Regions from separate parts of the Hordeum vulgare genome. Here region 2 is linked to region 1. A link is a contact called in public Hi-C data. All regions are on one chromosome and are shown on one strand. Each heading gives the region's core, a stretch centred on a gene start, on an enhancer-like site or on the middle of the called end of the contact. The rest is flanking DNA. Distances are from core to core; before and after follow the strand shown.

Evidence for each region. Hi-C and Micro-C count contacts between places; a contact is called where the count stands out from the background.
Region 2: a Hi-C map of seedling shows a contact between it and region 1, with 6 times the contacts expected there. The contact joins two enhancer-like sites. A contact is called at or near these places in 2 of 6 Hi-C or Micro-C datasets (leaf and seedling).

The regions. Positions count from the first base shown.
Region 1 is chr1H:366,809,237-366,812,069 of MorexV3_pseudomolecules_assembly, forward strand. No RefSeq gene overlaps it. Among protein-coding and RNA genes, the nearest start is that of LOC123437615, 210 kb to the right of the region's middle. Within about 2 kb of position 1,380, at least 3 of the 3 cell types and tissues checked have open chromatin away from gene starts, as enhancers often do. A contact at or near this core is called in leaf and seedling, where this site is marked.
Region 2 is chr1H:367,006,100-367,008,932 of MorexV3_pseudomolecules_assembly, forward strand. No RefSeq gene overlaps it. Among protein-coding and RNA genes, the nearest start is that of LOC123437615, 12 kb to the right of the region's middle. Within about 2 kb of position 1,477, at least 3 of the 3 cell types and tissues checked have open chromatin away from gene starts, as enhancers often do. A contact at or near this core is called in leaf and seedling, where this site is marked.

The sequences.
Region 1 (2,833 bases), core at 130-2,629:
GGCCACCGTAGGCGCTGTAGGGGCGCCAGTCGGAGCGGGGGCGTAAGCCAGCGGCAGATCGAGAAGGCTGACTTGGCCAGGCTGCGCGGGGGCGTTGTAGCGCGGCTGCTGCATGGCGAGAATAGCTTGGTGCGTCGGCGGATGCGGGCCAATAAGACCCGGAGCGGGGGGCCGCGACACAGGCATCCTATAGGCATGCACGACCCCCGTCCAGGGGTTGTAGTCCCCATTCCAAGGCTATGGAGCCTACGTGTTGGAGAAGCGCGGCTGACCGCAGTCGCCGCCACAGGTGCGGTTGCCACCGCGACCACGACGACGGTTGTCATCGCCGTCGTTGCACTGCTGCTGCTGGGAGGGCGGGAACCTCGGAGTCGGAGTCGAAGGAGCAACCGAAGGGGTTGTTGCTGCAGCCGGAGGAGGACATGGCGTCGGCAGGAGAGAGCGACGAAGTGGGTAGGGTTAGGGTTAGGACGGCGCCGGTGGAGGTGATCTAGGGTTAGGGTAGATAGGAGGGAGAGGTGCGTGGGAGTAGGGTTGCGGCGGCAATTGGAGGAGGGAAGCGGCATGGGTGGAGGGAGGCGCACGCGGTGGCCGGAGGAGGCGACGGCGGCTAGGGTAGGGATTGTGGTAAGGCTGGTACCATGTAGCCGTATATAATGCGACTTTCGATGTATTAATCGGATGCAAGCGCACGATATATATGATGTACAGTATAAGATAGGTCACATCTCAACTATACACAAATCTATGAGGTGGGTTAGGTATACAGATATAAATGCTAAATATACTCAACATTCTGGAAGCCACTGAACTGATCCGGTCAAAGTTCTAGCACCGGTTCTACAATCAAAAATGCTCCACGTAGTACATTCAGTAGTACTACATCCACATCAATACAGCAACTGGTCGTGCATGACAGCATAGGACGTTGGTTAAGCAAGTGCTTATGTTATCGGTAGTTACTGATCATCATTATACGTCCATCTGTTGGCTTTCAAGCGACAGCGACAGACGTGAATATGACGCAGCAGGTAGAAACAGAAGAGGCCTGAGATGCCACCGCAAGAATCCCTTCTCCTTCTCCCATCGCCGCGCGTGCATACTGCGTTGAAGAGATGCACCTGCTTTGCTTTGAGTTCAGATGACTCATGACTGATACAGCGACCCTTGGACACATAGCCTGTCAGCTGATGCATGCTGGCGCTTCTCCTTTACACAAAGGAGAGCATGCATGCATGCTTGGATGTTGGATGTTGATGCATGCATCATGCCGCGGAGATCGGTTCATGGACCCGTACGCGCGAGGCCCCGGGTGCGCGGCGGCATGTCGCCAGGTCCCAGGTTATACCCAGTTCCCCTCCCACTCTGCTGCTGCCGTCGGGCCGTGGCAACAGAGACCCTCATAAAACACGCATTAAAAACACGTGGATGGGTCAGCCATGGAAGGAGCACTAACGTCGCGAGCTCGCAGATTCGCAGGAGTAAAGTTCCGATCGATCCGAAATCGGGTGGGGGATCGTCGATCGATGGGCAAATGAAAGCGAGGACGGATCAATCATCTTCTTGGTGCAGCGCACCCGTCGCCCGAGCCACGGCCCACCAGCGGCACCGGAAATGGAACGGAGGGGTGTGGGTGGGGGGCTCGCCGTGGCGCCCGCCGATCATTAATTTGCCCCGGCCTGTGCCGCAGTGGATGGGTGCATGGACTGGGGCGGCGGGTGATCCGTCCGCGAACCAAACAGTGTCCGCGGTGCAGTGCCAATCAGTGCGGTGGGCGGGCGGGCGGGGACGGCATGGCATGGCATGGCGTGGGGCACCGGCCAGGGTAGGCGGGTGCGCTGGGGCGGGACCGGAGGAGCGCGTCTCCGAAGGCGGATCGTGCTACACGTGTCGCCGCCCGGGTCGCCATTACTCGCAGCACAGTAAGGGCATCAACAATCGAACCATGTAAGGCCCTGTTTGAAATACATTATATAATCTGGTTTTATAATATATTATATTTTCAAACAGGACAGTTTATATTGTAGATTTTATAAACTAGATGACCAGATTATTATAATCTCATAATCTGGTCTACCCCAGCTAAAATGAGATTATACATTACAAATGACGTGTTACCCTCGTAAACTTCAAGAGAATTACGCAGTGCCACCGCCACTTTCCTATTTTTCCTTGTAAACAGAGGGCAAACATGTCGTTGTACAATTTAAAAGCTGGTTTACAGTTTATATAATCTGGCCTCCAAACATGCCCACCTGGATTATTTTTATAAACCAGATTATATAATCTATGTTCATAATCCAGATTATCATAATCTATTATGGTTCCAAACAGGGCCTAAATTCGATCCTTCAAAAGCCTGCGGACACATCCGCGAATGTACTTGGACGGTTTCTCATATTTTATTCTGGGTATCCATATATTTCATATCCGGATTCTTAAATCTATGTAAAATCACGTAAGTCGATTATAGAAACTAAATGTTGCACATAAAACTAATGTTGGTATCGAACATAAAAAGTGTTTATATCAATTTTATTTAAAGTGCACATTCAATCGTCCGCTCTTTAATTTTTATTATGTGTCCACATATGCTCCACCAAATCATTGAGTAGTTGCGCGTGCATTTGATGATCTCTGAGATTCCGATGCATGTCAAGAAAGTTTATAAGCTGAACTGCATCTTGATATTCAGGGATTTTAACTTGTTCTCCACGTGCTTCAAAATCATTGGTTTGGATGCTATCGGAGCCGGGCGGGGCCGGAGGAGCACGTCTCCGCCGTCTCCGAGCACGGATCATGCTACAAGTGCCACCGCCCGAGTCTGGCCGAG
Region 2 (2,833 bases), core at 227-2,726, 200 kb after region 1:
AAACTCGACGCGCTCCCAAAACCTTGCATCCGCGTCGCCCGCTGGACGGAGGATGCAACCTCCGCGGCGCCATTCGTCTCCCATCAGAAGGATGCAACCAAGCACGACGCCATTCGACTCCTCAAGGATGCAACGCGTGCGGGCCATTCATCTACCGACGAAGGATGCAACCACCGCACCGACACCATTCGTCTCCCTCCAGCCACCGCCATCATGACCTCCACACCCGCAGCAGCGTCGAGCCTCCCGAACCACCATCGCACTGATTCCTCCCACCAGATGCAACACAAGACCGGTCGTCCGCCCACACGGCTGCTGATCCAAGCCACCGGCTAGTCCGCTAGAGTCATGAGGCCGCCACCCAGCAGATCCGCACTAGGGACGACGTCTGTGCGCCTCCTGCAACCGACAGGCCGCAAATCCAGGGGAACGACGCCTGAGCACCATGCACCTTCGCCTTCTTGGAACTGGCAACCGCCCATGCCCCGCACGCAGCGGCGCAACTGCGCTGGGACGCCTCCTGCGCATTGCGGACCAAGCGCGCAGGCGCCCGCATGCGCTCACCTCGTTGGCCTCTGCTTGTCGTTCCAGCCGCACAGACTGCCCACCCCAGATCTGGCGCAGCAGCGACTCCCGGACCCCGCGCATCCGTCGCCCAACTCACGCCTCGGGTGCGCACGCGTGTCACCTTGCCTGACTGGCGCGCCGGCCAGCGCGAGCCAGACACCGGCCACCCGCCACGGCTGCCCACATCACCGCCTTACGAGACTGCCCCCGTGCAGCAAGCCAAACGAGCGGGGAAGGGAGGGCCTCCTGCCACCGACCCCAATCAGGCTTTGCCCGGTGGAGCTTGCCGGCGGCGGCAGGTGAGGAGGGCGGAGGAGGAACGTTGGCGGGCAACGGCTAGGGTGTTCGCCCGAGTCGCCCGCGCGCGGGGGGGGGGGGGGGGGGGGGGGGGGTAACGTCGGGCCTCTCTTCGAGATCTCATCTAAATCTTCATTGAACGGAAGGAGTAAACTTATACATATTTGTTGTAGATATTTGTCTATTTTAGTGCTATATATATTTGATGTGCACAAGAAGCAATACCTTCATGACCCTCAAAATGCAAGCCCGTCTACATTATTTGCCTATAGAAGGATCGAACTGAAGGTATCTCTGCTTTTATTCTTCCATCAATCCTTTCTAAAAATAACGTTATTATTGTCTAGGTACAATAGCCGCGAAAGAAAATACATAAAATTCAAAAAAAAATATATATAATACCAGTATTACTTACTCCCTGCAAGTATAAACACGACAGGCCGGAAAATGATTAACGTGCATATATATTATGATAACATGACTTTGCTTGGACCATCAGTCCATGCGTACTCGCTCCATTATTCCCAGAGCGCACATGACACGAGCCAGACCTGCGTACGCACAGCTGGAGCTCCTCTCCTGGATCATTGGCGGCAATGGTTGGTTCGCTTAACTTGACATGACCGGCTTCATATATCATCACACCCTCCAAAGACAGCACCCCGTCTCGCATCAAAAGATGCTCCAAGCCTCGCCGCAGACGGTAACTTTTCGTTGCTTAGCCTCGTATAGTTTCCTTTTCTACCCTGGGTGGGCGCTGGCTAGGTAGGCTTCTCCCACAAGTTGGCTGGCTTTGCAAGCATATTTCTTCGGCGTCAAGCTAACGAACTTCTTTCTTTAGAAGAAAAATAGAACGGCCAAGCTAGCCAACAACCGACTCTTGCTCGCGCAGTCAAACGTGTTCCACAGCCCAGCGCCCACCCGTGCGGGCTCCGCTCCACTACTACCACACTCGCTCCACGTATAAACATCAGTATAAAACACCGCCTCCCCCATCACCAGCAGCCCACACCGAGACCACATCCAAGGATCAAACGCCCGATCGAAAAGGCAGAGGACGGCGAGCACAGCAGGCAGAGAGCGGCGATGGCAGTGGGGTTCCGGCGGGCGCTGGACGCGCTCACGTCGCCCAAGTCGGCGCTGCTGGACTGCGCGCGGCCCAAGAAGCTGTCGTCGTACGCGCGCGTGCGCTCCATCAGCCTCCCGGTGCGCCTCCACCCGCTGGTGGCGGCGCTGCACGACTCGGCGCGCGCGCTGCTGCGGTGGGCGGACGAGCCCGCGCAGACGGGCCCCGCGTGGGTCGCCGACGGGGCCGAGCGGGCGGGGCAGGTGCTGGCGGGGCTGTCCGCCATGCTCCACCACCCGCAGGCGCGGGACGCGCTCCGCCGGCCGTGGACGGAGCAGCTGCTCGACGACCTGCTCCTCCTCGCCGACCTCCACGGCTGCTTCCGGGACTCGCTCGTCGCGCTCCGCCAGCTGCTCAACGAGGCGCACTCGGCGCTGCGCCGCCGCGACGGCGTGCGCCTCGCCGCGGCGCTCCGCGCGCAGCGCCGCGCCGCCAGGGAGGTCTCCCGCCTCGCGTCCTCGGCCCGGGACCTCTGCCACCGCGCCTCCCCCGACGACGACCTGGACGAGATCACGCTCGCCGACGCCTTCGCGGCGGCCACGGCCGCCGTGGCCGCCGCGTCCGCCGCCATCTTCTCCGGACTCTCGTCCGCGTCCGCCGAGTCCGCCGCCAGCGCCGTCCCGTCCCCGAGGACCCCGACGCCATACTCCCCCGCCCGCGCCCCCGCCAGCCCCATGTGGCTGGTCACGGACCTCCTCCGCCGGCGGAGGACCGTGTCCTTCTCGTTCGAGGACTACTGCAACGAGGAGGAGGAGGAGAGGAAGGCGGCCATGGGCCGGGTGCGCGGCCTCGAGGAGTGCGTGGCCGCCGCCGAGGCCAGCGGCGAGCAGGTGTACCGCGCGC